Regions from separate parts of the Ovis aries genome. Here region 2 is linked to region 1. The links are chromatin contacts, called in public Hi-C maps. All regions are on one chromosome and are shown on one strand. The core of a region is the stretch at or near the end of the contact, and the rest is flanking DNA. Distances in the headings are between cores, read along the strand shown. Region 1 holds the start of RARS1 (arginyl-tRNA synthetase 1). Region 2 holds the start of DHFR (dihydrofolate reductase).

The links. Hi-C and Micro-C count contacts between places; a contact is called where the count stands out from the background.
Region 2: a Hi-C map of muscle shows a contact between it and region 1, with 7 times the contacts expected there. The contact joins the promoter of DHFR here to the promoter of RARS1 in region 1. A contact is called at or near these places in 7 of 16 Hi-C or Micro-C datasets (blood, hypothalamus, liver and 2 more).

The regions. Positions count from the first base shown.
Region 1 is chr5:78,074,849-78,082,781 of ARS-UI_Ramb_v3.0, reverse strand. RARS1 (arginyl-tRNA synthetase 1) reads right to left here and starts at 3,388. Exons shown (of 15, transcript XM_027970485.2): 1 at 3,315-3,388; 2 at 1,837-1,971. The coding sequence starts at 3,359. It also overlaps the pseudogene LOC105606745.
Region 2 is chr5:78,319,075-78,327,007 of ARS-UI_Ramb_v3.0, reverse strand. DHFR (dihydrofolate reductase) reads left to right here and starts at 3,182. Exons shown (of 6, transcript XM_004009054.6): 1 at 3,182-3,340; 2 at 3,710-3,759; 3 at 6,270-6,375. The coding sequence starts at 3,255. It overlaps MSH3 (mutS homolog 3), which reads right to left and starts at 3,080. Exons shown (of 24, transcript XM_042250722.1): 1 at 2,780-3,080; 2 at 935-1,052. The coding sequence starts at 2,986.

The DNA.
Region 1 (7,933 bases), core at 2,139-4,638:
AAGGTGAATACTCTCTTCTCCCTTAAAATGTTAACTTCCATGAGGTGAAGAAATGTTACATATGGTACAAGCATCTTTGCTACAATTCAATATAAGCATTCTGAAACATCACATTATGCAAAACAAACAAACAAACAAACTAAAAAACTCTCCTAAATCAACAGAACTAATAAGAAAATTAGCATCAGGAGATAACTCAAAATCTGTGATTTTGTAACAAGAGCACCATCACATAGCAACCTTAACATTGTCACTGATGAAAAGCTGTACCTGTCATTCTAATAAATACTAATGGAAGACTTAATCTTGGGAAAAAAAAGACAGCTCAATGGGAGATTTGTAGAGATGTGGATGGATCTAAGTCTGTCAAACAGAGTGCAGTAAGTCAGAGAGAGAAAAACAAATACTGTATATAATGCATGTATGTGAAATCTAGAAAAATGAACCTAGTTCCAGGGCAGGAATAGATAAGCAGAGGTAGAGAGCGGACGTGCAAGCGTGGGATGGTGAGGGTGGGGTAAGCCGGGAGATCAGGGTTGACATAAATGCACCTTCATGGGTAAAACAGCTAGTGAGAGCCTGCTGCGCAGTGCAGGGAGCTCAAGTTCTCCATTATGTGCACCAACAACTTACTCTTAACTTGTGTAATGCAGGGGGAAAAGATGGTTTGAGGCTTTTTTTTTATCAAATTTCAGAATCTTCGCTAACAAGGATTTTTTTAAAAGACACCATAATTTAAATTGTAGGATGAAACCAAAGCCCAGAGTACTCACTTTTTGAAGGATATAACACGTGTTGTGTAGCAGAGGATCAGAGGGGTGGGAAGGAGGTCCGAGAGAGGGTGTATGTGTACACATACAGCTGACTCACAGCTGTTGTAGAGGAGAAACTAACACAGCGTTGTAAAGCAATCACACTCCAACAACAACAACAACAAAAGAATGCACTTCCTTTTGTATCTTTTCCCTCCTAGCTTCCAGCACAGATCAGGTATTCAACAGTAGTTTCGACTTGAAATAGAGAAATGAATATAAGTAAGTGCAGAATGAATGAGGTGATCAGAAAGGTTGAGATATTTTGGGGACAATTCCCTGGAAATGGAATTTTTTAATTTTAGAAGACTCAAAGCTATTTTAAGCATAAGAGATCACAGTAGGCAATAAAAAAAGACTTCATGGCAGTGGGGCAGGCGAGTTTAAGATGAATACATAAGAGTAAGCTTTGGAAAAAAGGTACAATGCCAGTGCAACCTGCCTGAAAGTAGTAGAGAACACACAGAGCAGAACAATCAAGGGAGTGAGGCCATCGCCCAGGATGTGTCATCAGTAGACCTGAAAAGCAGGCCAAGAAATTAAAGCCCCAACGGAAGCAAGCTCAATTTTTTGACAAAAATCAATAAACACTGTTAAGATTATGAAGTCATGAAATAACCAATACAACACAAGCTTCATGGGAAAAAATGTACCAAAATACTAACGGAAAAAGAACCTTCCCACAAATATGACACTGTAAAATACAAAAAATAAAACTAAAATAACCAACTTAAAGCAGAGAAGGACTGTGGGTGTAGTTAAAAATATTCTGATTTAAGCGATTACTGAAAATTAAGCTGGCTAAACATCAGTATGATGAAAACATTTCAAGGGCCCCAGAGAGAAAACAGCAATTTCTCCATTATCTGCACCAACAACTTACTCCTAACTTGTCTAATGCAGGGAGAAAGGACAGGGTTTAAGTCCTTTTGCCAAATTTCTTTCAGTATCTTCGCTAACAAGGATTTTTAAAAAGACACAATAATTTAAATTGTAGAATGAAACCAAAGCCCAGAGTACTCACTTTTCGAAGGATATTCAGTCGATACTTTAATTTTAAATTTTCTTCCCGCAACTTCTCCAAATCTGCAGAAGCTTCTGAACAGCTGTAGTTTTTCAACCGATCAATTTCAGCAGTCAGAAACTTAATCTCTTTTTCCTAGGAAAGAACAGCCACCTTGGTCCATCATGATTGATAACTCCCAGATGTGATAAATTGAACCATAAACTTACTTCCTCATCTCCCCTCCTCTCCACCTGAGCATGGTAGAGATGATAGCAATTAAGGACTTTGCCTTTGGTAAGTTGTGGTTTTTTTCTGAGTTTTTTGATGACATTACCAATACTATCCTTGGCAAGAAAAAAGTATTTGTATGTGTTGGAGGGGAGGAACAGGAGTGTTAAGCCTGCAATGGGATCACCTTCAGATGGCTTGTTTCTTTGGTTCAAGTCCCTCCGCTTTTGCCTTTTCTGAGACAAAAGGACTTTCCCCTTTTATCATCTCTTTCTTTCCAGTGTCTTAAGTCCTAGAACAGATGTTTTACTCTAATACCCAAAACTAAAGACAGGTCAATTCAAAAGAAATAAAGCTACCTAACTAACTGCGTTATTCAAGGAGAGATTCCTCACTTTAAATTTGACTGTTTATCTGGGCATAATTACAGCAAAGACAAAAAACATAGTGTGCCATAAATGAGCATACTGTGTTCCAGGCACAGAGCTCAACACTTTTCAGAAATCATCTCCATTCTTATCACAACCCAAAGAGTATACCTATGTCCCCACACTGAAAAACGCCATATGACTCGAAACAATAAAGAATGTGACAATTTACTTGACCAAGTCGTGACGGATTTAGCAAAGAAGCGGTCCCCATCCTCCCACCCTTCCCCACCTGCACCTAGAATGTAAGGGAACTGTCAATTCTCGACAAGCTCTTGCAGTTCTTTCCCCACGAATACTGAAAGCAAGAAGCAAACCCCAGCTTGATAATCAGCCCCTGCATGGACTGAGAAGAATCTCAGGATTCCTCTTGCACAGTATCACGGACAGAATGGGGTGCTGAGCTGCAAACAGGGCCCAGGGCTCCTGCTCTCCCTCCACTTTCCTCTTTGTGTGTTCCCGCACTTCCCCCGACAGAGCACGCGTGTTCGGGGAAGGACGAGCACTGGTCGAGGCGGGACTCGACACGCCAAGCTCCAGCCCCACTGTAGATGCTGGCTTGCGGGTGTCAAAGAGAGGGGAACCCTCCGCCTCGCTGGACGTCACTGTCACCCGGGCCTGGGAACCCAGGGTTCTTCCTCTCCCATCTCTTGGAAAGCGTTCCTGGGAGGGCATTAACTTCCGAGGCAGCGCAGGCCCGTGTATGGGGACTCCGCTGCCCCTGTCGCAAGGGAGCAGTTCGGTCCCCGCCTCGCTGCCGTTGTTCTGGTGCTGCCCGGGCGGGAGCCGGGCCCTGGGACCTCCCTTTCAAACCTTCCCACCGGCCCCATGAGGTACTACCTGCTGCAGCAGCCTCGCGGAGCAATGAGCAACTAAGGCGTCCATCCTCGCGTCAGCGTCCTAACCTCCAAGTCGCCGGAAGCGGAAGCAGTAAGCCCCCTCGGAAGCGGAACCCCTCCCCTTCTTCCCCAGCCCCGCCCAGCCACGTTTGGCTGGCTGGGTGTCGTTACCTCCCCCTCTGCTGCCCCCTGGTGGAATTCGGGAGAAACTGCGAGGAAAATTCGCCGGGAATTTTCTGCCTGGATGAGGGCTGCAAGCCTTCAGAGTCTCACGTTGGGAGGACGGCAAAGAATTTGAGGGGAATCCGACCAGAGCTGCTCTGTGCTCAATGGAGTTAGACAGAGGAACTTAACTAAAGCCAGCGTTTAAGAAGGGCTTCATTTAACCCTCCGTGAAATGGGTACAGAACCAACAAAATTAATTTCCCCAATAGCATTTATTATGCACATTAATATGCCATTACTACTATTCCAGGCGCTGGAACACCATCTGGACAAGTCCGACAAGGTTCCCTCTTTCATGGAGGTTACATTTTAGAGTAAATAGATATACCAGACAAAAAAATAAATAATCTCAGTTTTAACTGCCATGAAGATAATGTGATAGGGTGACTTAGGGAAGGTCTCTCTGAGCGGGTAACATTTGAATTAAAATTTTAAACAGCTAATCTGGGATTAAGTTCTGAGAAGCCAGAGGCCTTTGTCTTGTTCACTTTTCCCAGGAGCCCCAGTGCTTCAAACAGTGGTCTCCAAACATTTTTGCCTCTGTGGCCCATATAAGAATTTTTAAAATTCATACTCTAGCCTATAGACTTTTAAAAGTTGACATCTGAAAGCTCTTTCCACAAATTTGAATAGTTGTGATGAACTATTTTCTGGCATGTTGTTTCTTTTATAAGTGCTAATGGTTTTTCATCAAAACTGTGGAGCTGTGAATTTAGCTCATCCAATTTATGAAAAATTTCCACTATATTAATTGGCAAAGCTAGTTCTCTTTGTCAAGTCAAATAATTCATATCATTTTTACTTCATTTTAAAAATTTTTAACCCAAACACAAGTGTTAATATATGTTCCTGTAATACCTTTTTACTTCTCTAAGAGAGAAAAATGGATGGAGGGAAGGATGGATGAATTGGTGGATGGTCAAATCAATGGACAGACAGATGTCCACCTTCGAAATAAAGCAGGAAAAAGGGCCATCTTCTAAACAAATTTATTTTGTGCTAAAGGGATTACTCTCAGGGAAAACTCTTGAAGTTGTAGAGAAGCAAAATTTGCCACCTCAAAATGTATCTTTTCGGTGATTATTTAGGCTGATTATTCTTTATTAAATGGAAACTCAGGAAGTTTTTCTTTTTACCTCCCCATTAGCTGCCTAAGAAGCTGAGCACCAAAGAATTGATGCTTTTGAACTGTGGTATAGGAGAAGCCTCTGAGAGTCTCTTGGACTGCAAGGAGATCAAACCAGTCTATCCTAAAGGAAATCAGTCCTAAATATTCATTGGAAGGACTGATGCTGAAGCTGAAACTCCAATACTTTGGCCACCTGATGTAAAGAACTGACTCTTTGGAAAAGACCCTGATTCTGGGAAAAATTGAAGGCAGGAGGAGAAGGGAACCACAGAAGATGAGATAGTTTGACGGTGTCACCGACTTGATGGAGATGAGTTTGAGCAAGCTCTGCGAGTTGGTGACGGACAGGGAAGCCTGTTGTGCTGCAGTCCATGGAGTGGCAAAGAATTGGACACGATTGAGTGACTGAATTGAACTGGCTGCCTAAAGAATTTTATTTATTTTTAAAAAAATATTTATTTATTTGGCTCTGCCAGATCTTGGTTGCAGGATGTGGGATCATTAGATGTGGCCTGTGGGATCTAGTTCTCTGATCAGGGATTGAACTCGGGCCCCCTGCATTGAGAATGTAGTTTTTGCCACTGGACCACCAGAGATGTCCCCAGCTCCCTAAGGAATTTAGATAAAGGGCCTGTTCCTGGCACAGAGCTACCTCCAGCGAACTCTGCAAAGATTATGGGCTAGGTGTGCTGGGGGAAACCTGGCAGGGCCTAGAGATCACAGTCCACACTTATCTCAAATGTTTACTTACCCATCACTTGCTTTTCTATTTCCTTGTGAATTGCTTTTCTCTGAACTCCCAAACCATTACTCCTAATAGCCTCTTTTGTCTTTAGCTGAAGGTGGTATTTAAGGTGAGGGTTTGGGCCATTTTGGGAGTTCCTCATTTTTCCTGAGTTTTTCCCGTGTATACATATTATTAAACGTTCCTGTGATTTCTCCTGCTAAACTGTCTCATGTCCATTTAATTCTTAGGCCAGCCAGCTCAAAGAACCTAGAAGTGAAGTGAAAGTCGCTCAGTCGTGTCCGACTCTTTGCGACCCCATGGACTATAGAGTCTGTGGAATTCTCCAGGCCAGAATACTGGAGTGGGGGACCGTTCACTTCTCCAGAGGATCTTCCCAACCCAGGGATCGAACCCAGGTCTCTGCCTTGTAGGCGGATTCTTTACCAGCTGAGCCACCGGGGAAGCCCAGAGAACCTCGAGGGTAGAGGAAAATCTCCTCCTGACAAAGGATACCTAGTTCAGTTCCTGTTAGTTTACACCTGGGGCAGTGGGAGGAGTGTTATGCCTTTCTCTGTGGAAAGAGAGCTATAAAAAGAGAATCGGATAACTGAATTTGCAAGCAAAAAGTTTTTAGGAAAGAATGTACAAAAATTAACAATCTGTAAATAGATTCTTCTCATGTGTCCAAGGCCCTAACCCCTCTTAGAATGTCTTCCTACACCCTGAATTGCATATGGCCCAGTTTGTCACAGGACATTGCTTATAAACTGTTTCTTAATGTAATGAATGGGAGGGTTGTGAACGAAAAATGTTTCCTGCCATATCAGTAAGCAAAGAATGTTGCAGCTGCCATCACAGGACAGCCACCCTGGACAGTGAACCCTGAGGGCACTCAGGATGCAGGGGACACAGGTTCTGTTCCTGGTCAGGGAACTAGGATCTGAGATGCTATGGGGGCAACTAAGCCCACATGCCACAGTGAAGATGCCGTGCGACCAAAAAAAAAGTTTAAATAAAACCTAAAAACTGGACTTCCCTGGTGGTATAATTGGATAAGAATCTGCCTGCCAATTCAAGGAGCATGGGTTCAATCCCCGGTCCAGGAAGATTTCACAGTCCGCAGAGGAGCTAAGCCCGAGGGCCACAACTACTGAGCCCTGTGCTACAACTACTGGAGCGCTCACCAAGAGCCTGCGCTCCGGAACAAGTGCAGCCGCCACAGTGGGACGCCTGCCCTCCACAACCAACAGCAGCCTTCGCTTTCTGCAACTAGAGAAAGCCCGCATGCCACATGCAGCCAGGGAAAGCCCGCGTGCCGCATGCAACCCGCGAAGGCCCGCGTGCCGCATGCAACCAGGGAAAGCCCTCGTGCCGTTTTTTTTTTTTTTTTTTCCTTCAGTCAGCAGGGTTCTAGACAGAGGGAATAGCAAACGCAAATGGTCTCGGACAGGAACTAGGTTTACTGGAAAGCAGAAAGAGGGATTGGGTGTGAGCGGATATGGAAAGATTGGCAAAACCAAACCACAGAGGAATTTGTAAGTGAAGGCGATGGGGGTGGGGGCTGGTTTCATTTAGTTCTAAGTAGAGTGTGAACCATTGGATGGGGTAGCAGAAAAATCAGATTTCTGTCTTTCAAAAGGAAGTTGAGCTGTTACAGGGTGAATTGTATTCTCTCCCCAATCCATATGTCAAAGGCCTGACCCCTTAGTACCTCAGAATGTGGCTATATCTGGAGGTAGGGCCTTTACTTCCCTTGTAGCTCAACTGGTAGAGTCTGCCTGCAATGCAGGAGACCCGGGTTCCATCCCTGGGTCGAGAAGATCCCCTGGAGAAGTTAATGACAACCCACTGTTGTATTGTTGCCTGGAGAATCCCAGGGACAGAGGAGCCTGGTGGGCTGCAGTCCATGGGGTCCCAAGAGTCAGATACGACTTAGCAGCTAAACCACCACCAGGGCTTTTACAGAGGGAATTAATTTAAATGAGGTCGTGAGCGTGGGGCCTAATCCAATATGTTCAGTGTCCTTATAAGACAGGACACACGCGCACGCACGTGCACACACACGTACACACACACAGAAGGAAGACTGTGTACAGACACATGAGAAGACTGCCATCTATAAGTCAAGGGGCATGGCATCAGAAATAATCATCCTTGCCTGCAGACCCTTTGGTTTCAGACTTTCAGCCTTCAGGATGGAGAAGGCAGTGGCACCCCACTCCAGTACTCTTGCCTGGAAAATCCCATGGACAGAGGAGCCTGCTGGGCTGCAGTCCATGAGGTCTCGAAGAGTCGGACATGACTAAGCGACTTCACTTTCACTTTTCACTTTCATGAATTGGAGAAGGCAATGGCAACCCACTCTGGTGTTCTTGCCTGGAGAATCCCAGGGACCGGGCAGCCTGGTGGGCTGCTGTCTATGGGGTCGCACAGAGTCAGACACGACTGAAGCGACTTAGCAACAGCAGCAGCAGCAGCAGCCTTCAGGACTGTGAGAAAATAAACTGTTGGTGAAGCTCCCTCACTGCCCGCCTCCCCC
Region 2 (7,933 bases), core at 1,933-4,432, 240 kb before region 1:
CGATCTGGGTTGGGAAGATTCCCTGGAGAAGGGAATGGCTACCCACTCCAGTATTCTTGCCTAGAGAATTCCATGGACAGAGGGGCCTGACAGGCTACAGCCCATGGGGTCACAAAGAGTCAGACACAACTGAGTGACTTTCACTTCACTTCACTTCATTTTCCCTACATAATTTCGTGAGAATAATGAAGAAAGAAGCATTCTCTGTCCTCTCCTATCATAAACTGTCTGAGGCCACTTAACTAAAGAAAAATTTGCTCAAGTATCTGTATCCAATACCTCCGCTAGAAGTCCGGGAGCTCAGGAATGGTGGTTTTACCCAAAATCTTTTCACATACAGAAGAAACAGCTCCATGATTAAAAAGGACAGGCTAGATCTACACGTCCTAACACTGAATGTTGTTCAAAAAGCTCTAAGAGGGGAAAAATTGTTGCAAATTAGTATATATAGTCTATTACAATTTATGAAATACTATTCGTTAACTACTTTGTGGTATATGTTTATACATATAGATGTGCATAAGTAGAAAAATCTGGAAGAATATACAGCATCTCCAAAAATCAGCAGTAGGCCTTACTGAAAGAAAGACTATGAGGTCTTTGTCTACCTTCTACGTTTCTGAATTGTTTGAAAATTTTATAATAAGAATGTTTTACTTTTATAATCAAGATCAAAATTTGCTAAAGGCAATAAAAGAGAAAATTGAAAGAACTACAGCCAAATTGCAGAACTCCAGCTTTTACCCCTACTTCTCCAACCTTCTACCCACACACCACCACTTAAGAAGGTACCAATCTGCTTAAGCACAATGGAAGCCTTTCTCCACAAAGGAAAAAAATGGCCCAGTTCTCCTATAGCCTCCTCTTCCCTCAGAACACAAGAATATCAGAGCCATGACTTGTGAGAACGAAGAAAAACTGCCCCAGAACTCACCAGAGTTTCCAGACGTTACAGAATCACTTCCTTCCTTTTCTTGGACTTTCCTCGCTTTCTTTTTAACAGGCCTATCACTCTCCAGTGCTCTCTTTTTACTTCTGTCAATTTCTGCAACCTATGTTAGAAAAGGATGTGTCATCTCTACTCTCAAAATTTGATGTATGCAAAATAATTTAAACTTTACTTCTGAATGACAGTAGGTTCTTGCCATCCACCCTTCATAGAATTGTCTACTTAGAGCTATGGGTGAACTGTTCTACCATCATCAAAGATAAGCTGGAGGTCAGGTCACGAGCCTCGGCATCTCAAGCAGTCCTAGAATTAGAACCAAGGCTGCTACTTTTCTTCACTTAATCAGCCTTGTCCTAGCTCAGATTATGAATCACACTACTTACCTACGCTAAATAGAGTACCTTCAAGAAAAAAAACTAATATTTAGATAATTAAAGAATGGTATCATTTTTGAAATGTTAATTGCAATTTAACTCTTTCATATTCAAACTTGGCTTATGTTTTACCACTGAAGATGCCACAAGATTATGGACTGTATGCTGACAGAAAAACTGTCAAAAACTTAGCTCCTTCACCAAATGACCTGTAAACAGTAGGTGTAAAATAAAATCTTGGTGAATTCATGGAAATGCACACTATGGTCAAAAAACAAAGACAGGAGAGGTACAATCCTCTATAGAAGAAATATAAATGAAGGGAACAAAATTTTGAAGCAGCCAAGCTGTCACCTGCTTCAAAACCTGGAGGGTTACTTAAAAGCCAATCTACAACTGCCTTCCACATTTTCAGTTCGAGAAATGCTGTACCAGGGAGCCCCAATGAGGGCTCACCCTTAGGTTTTCCTTTGTGGCAGTGTTTCTGGTCAAAAACGCAACAAAACTATTTTACTCAAAGGATGGCAAGCAACAGGAAGGACCCAACGACTAGCACATCTGTATCGTCTCAAGAAACTTTTATCCACTCATATCGTGTATCAGACTTTATAATCTGAACCACAAGGGGTAGGTACAGCCACCAGGGAACCGCACAGAAATCATGACTTTTACTGGTAATCACCCGAAACATTGGGCAAGGCTGTTTTAACGACAGTTTTCATCCAGTCACCTAACTAAACAAATACAAATGAACAAGGCTCTTCTTCAACCCACAATTCAGGCCGGGGCGGGGGAGGGGGGCCGTGGGGGAGGGGGGCTGGGGGGAGGCGGGGCGGGCGGGTAGAATGGAGATTAAAATGAACAAGGCTCTTCTTCAACCCTTAATTCAGGGGGGAAAGAAAAGGTGGGGGGGGGGCGGGCGGGTAGAATGGAGATTAAAAGAGGTATCCTCTGACCCTACTCATCAGAATGGGCGTCAGGAGACCTGAGTTTGTGTCTCAGGGCTGCCATTAAGAGTTGGTGTGACCGTAACCTCAAAACTAATACCTCAAGTGTAAGTGTGAAGTGAAGGTCGCTTAGTCGTGCCCGACTCTGTGCGACCCCATGGACTTCTCCATGGAATTCTCCAGGCCAGAATACTGGAGTGGGTAGCCTTTCCCTTCTCCAGAGGATCTTCCCAACCCAGGGATCGAACCCAGGCAGCATTGTGGGAAGATTCTTTACCAGCTGAGCCACAAGGGAAGCCCGGTTCGAAGGGCACCTAGGATGGAGGCGGGCCTACCTCTTCCTACCGCCTCCTTCCTGAGCCCTGCCCCTTTCTCGTCTGGCCCAGTCACCTCGCCGATTCTCGCGCACAGTCCCCGCCTCATCCCGCCCCACCCACAAGCGCAGCCTCCGCCCGTCTGGCCCCGCCCCCTCTCCCCGATTGCCCCGCCCCGTCCTGGACCGAACCCACCACGTGTGGCTGCAACTGCGGCGGGAGCTTGGACGCTAGGGGCGCCGCGGAGTCAGAGTCAGGGTCCGCCTTCTCGGCTGCAACCGCTGGGGATGCAGTGGATTTCAGGCTTCCCGTAGACTGGAAGAATCTGCTCAAAACAGCCTGCTTTGCAGACGCTGGGTTGGCGGGAGCGGCGCCGCCGGAGGCCGGCTTCCGGCGCGACATCGCAAGGCCGGGAGTCAACAGCCCGAGAGCCAACAGCCCGAGAGCCGGGCCTAGCCGGGAGCGCGGGCCCGCGGCCGCAGTTCCCGGGGTGTCTGCGGGCGCGAGCACGTCGTGACCCGGCGGTGCGCCGGGGCGGGGGGCGGGACGGGGGTGCGGTCTCGCCTACGCAAATAGGGCTGGAGGGGCGGGGCGGCCAAAATTTCGCGCCAAGCTGGCTGTGCGGAGACCGCGGTTCACGGCTAGCTAGAAAGTGTTTCCTGCAGCTGTCATGGTTCGTCCGCTAAACTGCATCGTCGCTGTGTCCCAGAACATGGGCATCGGCAAGAACGGGAACCTGCCCTGGCCACCACTCAGGTATCTGCTGAGCCCGGGGAGGTGGATGGGTCGAGAGTGGAAGCTGGCGCCAACGGCCCTTGATCGGGATAGCTGGGACGCGTCGCGCCGACGCTGGGAGGAGGAGGGGTCGGTCTCGTGACCTGAGCTGGCGAGAGCTAGGCTTGGGCTTCATTCTGCTTCCGGAGCTTGACTGCAAGTTATTGATTTACGTCCCGCTCCAGCTGCCCGGCTAGACCTTTACTCCCGGCTCCTACCCCGGGAGCAAAATCCCAGCCCTGAAAGTCCTCACCACCACCCCGCAACCAGCGCCCCGTTTGTCGGGGGGCTTTAGAGCTTAAGCCCATGGGATCACATTCTGAGGAACTGCGTGTTTCTCTTAACTTGTAGGAATGAATTCAAGTATTTCCAAAGAATGACTACAGTCTCTTCAGAAGAAGGTAATGTGGCATTTTTAAGTGCTTCAAGTTTGCCAAAGGTCTTGCCTGAGGAAGCTTACCAGTGCAAATTTTACTTAAGTGAAAAGTTTCTCATGTTAGTCTTGGACCTTTTGTCTTAACATCAGTGTGTATACAGTTCCCAAGACTCATTAAACATTCCTTAAAAAAAAAAAGTTTATTTGAAATTTGATGTGGGCGCGTACAATTCAGGTATTGGGCAAAATTGGAAGCTAGGTAAAGGCTTCTGTGGAGGTCAGTGCTCGCAAAGGAGAACGGAAGAGGCTTTTGAAATCGCTGCTGCTGTAAGATGTCTGAATGGCAGTGGATAGGACAAAGGGCAAAAAAGGGTTACAAGATGCTCGATTTGGAGATCCGAAAGTTGAAGGTGGTGCAGTAAGGCAAGGATGAACTCTCATTTCCAGTTTGATAGTCTGAGTGACATGGGGAATAGTGAGCAGCTCTAATGATGAAGATTTTGAAGTGCTTGTAGGATATTCGAGACAACTTCAGGCCCAGGGAACGAGGTGAACTGAGCCACTGGCAAGAAGAGGATAACCAGGGAAAAGAATATGGGCATGAGGGATAGGACCATTTAAAACCTAAGAGGAGTGTATCTTTGTTCATTGGAGGAGCAGGAGCAGCGTAAACAGGGCAACCATAAATCAGAAAGGAGCAGATGCAGCGTAACTGTAGTGGCAGGGATAAAAGGTCCTTGGATTTGGCCCTTGAATCACTGGTGGAGACAAGATGGCAAGAGCTTTAAGGCAAAGGATTGACATGAACGCTCTCAAGAATCTTAAGTATGGCCTGCTAATAAGAGCATCCTCTGCCTGTTTGCTTGTTTTCAGTAAATATAGTATTTCTTGGATGAATGAATGAATGAAAGGGAACCAAGGATGTCTTGGCTGTCTCCCTGCGTCCTTCATTCATCACTTCTACCTTAGTTGTTAGGTCTGTGCCATTTTCCTCATCAGAATGACTCACCTGTTAGCTCCATTAATAGTTGATAATCTTATTGAACACATAAAGTCCTGTCCTTGAAAATATAGTGCATATTGTATAAGGGTTCTCTGAATTACAGGGGGGGGGGGGCGGGTGTTTATTCTTGGAGGAAAATAAAATTTTTTGCAGTTTGTAAATTTCATGTTTTTGTTTTGAAAAAAATCGAACTAATGATGATTCTTCAAGAAAACAGACACATGCACTCCTTTGATAGTCTCTCAGAACATGTCAAAAATCAGAAATGTATATGTTCCTTTGATCCAGATATGCAGCTCCCAAGGTTTTTCCCTCCTAAGTAATTAAACAAAAATGGAAGCTACATATGTAAAGTTTTTATAGAAGCAGTATACTTGAAAGAGAAGCATAGAGGCACAATTGATAATGTTTTAAGCTCATTGCTTAGAATATAAAGCAGCTATCTTTAAGAAAAATTAAGTAAGTAAAGTCGCTCAGTCGTGTCCGACTCTTTGCAACCCCATGAACTGTAGCCTACCAGGCTCCTCCCATGAGATTTTCCAAGCAAGAGTGGAGTGGGTTGCCATTTCCTTCTCCAGAGGATCTTCCACACCTGGGGATTGACAATCTGAGCCACCAGGGAAGTCTAATTTAAGAAAAATTACTGTAATTTAAATCTATAAAGTATGCAAATATAAATAATGTGTATATGTGAAAGTCACTCAGTCATGTCCAATTCTTTGCAACCCCATGGACTGTCTCCAGGCCAGAATACCAGAGTGGGTACCATTCCCTTCTCCAGGGGATCTTCCCAACCCAGGGATCGAACCCAGGTCTCCCACATTGCATGCGAATTCTTTACCAGCTGAGCCACCAGAAGTGAAGTAGCTCAGTCATGTCCGACTCTTTGCAACACCATGGACTGCAGCCTCCCAGGCTCCTCCGTCCATAGGATTTTCCAGGCGAGAGTACTCGAGTGGGTTACCATTTCTTTCTCCAGGGGACCTTCCCAACCCAGGGATCAAACCCAGGTCTCCTGCATTGTAGGCAGCCACTTTATCATCTGAGCCACCAGGGAAGCCCTTAAATACCCCTAACAACTTAAATACCCTTAAGAACTCAATTGCCCATAACAATAAATAAGTCTTAAATACCCATAACAACTCTACAAGGAACCATTGTTATCTCCATTTTATAGGTAAGGAAAATAAAGCACAGGAAATACACATGACTAGCTCAGTAGATGACAGAATACATTCGATTTTAGCACTTCATCCCAGTATCTTTGCTTTTAACTACTATAATGTACATGATTACAGTTGATTAAAGCTATATATTGGTTATAAATTGGCTAAAGGCAAAGGGAATAATAGTTACTAGACTTAGATAATGGATGACATGATAAATTTTGGTAAAGCTGTTTTTAATTTTAATTTTTAAAGCAGATCCACTAGGTGTCACTATGACCATCATCTATGCATATATGTATAAGTATATAAAAATATATATATATGCTCCCAAAATATATTTATTCTTTCCATGTGATTTTAAAGGTAAACAGAATTTGGTGATTATGGGTAGGAAGACCTGGTTCTCCATTCCAGAGAAGAATCGACCTTTAAAGGACAGAATTAATATAGTTCTCAGTAGAGAACTCAAGTAAGTACTGTAACAAATTTACTGCAAGAAAATCGTGTTCCATTTCTTAATGGTAGAGGTTTCAGTTCAGTTCAATTCAGTCGCTCAGTCGTGTCCAACTCTTTGCGACCTCATGAATCTCAGCACACCAGGCCTCCCTGTCCATAACCAACACCCGGAGTTCACTCAGACTCGTGTCCATCGAGTCGCTGATGCCATCCAGCCATCTCATCCTCTGTCGTCCCCTTCTCCTCCTGCCCCCAATCCCTCCCAGCATCAGAGTCGTTTCCAATGAGTCAACTCTTCGATGAGGTAGGTGGCCAAAGTACTGGAGTTTCAGCTTTAGCATCATTCCCTCCAAAGAAATCCCAGGGTTGATCTTCAGAATGGACTGGTTGGATCTCCTTGCAGTCCAAGGGACTCTCAAGAGTCTTCTCCAACACCACACTTCAAAAGCATCAATTCTTCAGTGCTCAGCCTTCTTCACAGTCCAACTCTCACATCCATACATGACCACAGGAAAAACCATAGCCTTGACTAGATGGACCTTAGTTGGCAAAGTAATGTCTCTGCTTTTGAATATGCTGTCTAGGTTGGTCATAACTTTTCTTCCAAGGAGTAAGCATCTTTTAATTTCATGGCTGCAGTCACCATCTGCAGTGATTTTGGAGCCCAAAAAAATAAAGTCTGACACTGTTTCCACTGTTTCCCATCTATTTCCCATGAAGTGATGGGGCCGGATGCCATGATCTTCGTTTTCTGAATGTTGAGCTTTAAGCCAACTTTTTCACTCTCCTCTTTCACTTTCATCAAGAGGCTTTTTAGTTCTTCTTCACTTTCTGCCATAAGGGTGGTATCATCTGCATATCTGAGGTTATTGATATTTCTCCCAGCAATCTTGATTCCAGCTTGTGTTTCTTCCAGTCCAGCGTTTCTCATGATGTACTCTGCATAGAAGTTAAATAAGCAGGGTGACAATATATAGCCTTGATGTACTCCTTTTCCTATTTGGAACCAGTCTGTTGTTCCATGTCCAGTTCTAACTGTTGCTTCTTGACCTGCATACAGATTTCTCAAGAGGCAGGTTAGGTGGTCTGGTATTCCCATCTCTGTCAGAATTTTCCACAGTTTATTGTGATCCACACAGTCAAAGGCTTTGGCATAGTCAATAAAGCAGAAATAGATGTTTTCTGGAACTCTCTTGCTTTTTCCCTGATCCAGCAGATGTTGGCAATTTGATCTCTGGTTCCTCTGCCTTTTCTAAAACCAGCTTGAACATCAGGGAGTTCATGGTTCACGTATTGCTGAAGCCTAGCTTGGAGAATTTTGAGCATTACTTTACTAGCATGTGAGATGAGTGCAATTGTGCAGTAGTTTGAGCATTCTTTGGCATTGCCTTTCTTTGGGATTAGAATGAAAACTGACCTTTTCCAGTGCTGTGGCCACTGCTGAGTTTTCCAAATTTGCTGGCATATTGAGTGCAGCACTTTCACAGCATCATCTTTCAGGATTTGAAACAGCTCAACTGGAATTCCATCATGTCACTAGCTTTGTTCGTAGTGATGCTTTCTAAGGCCCG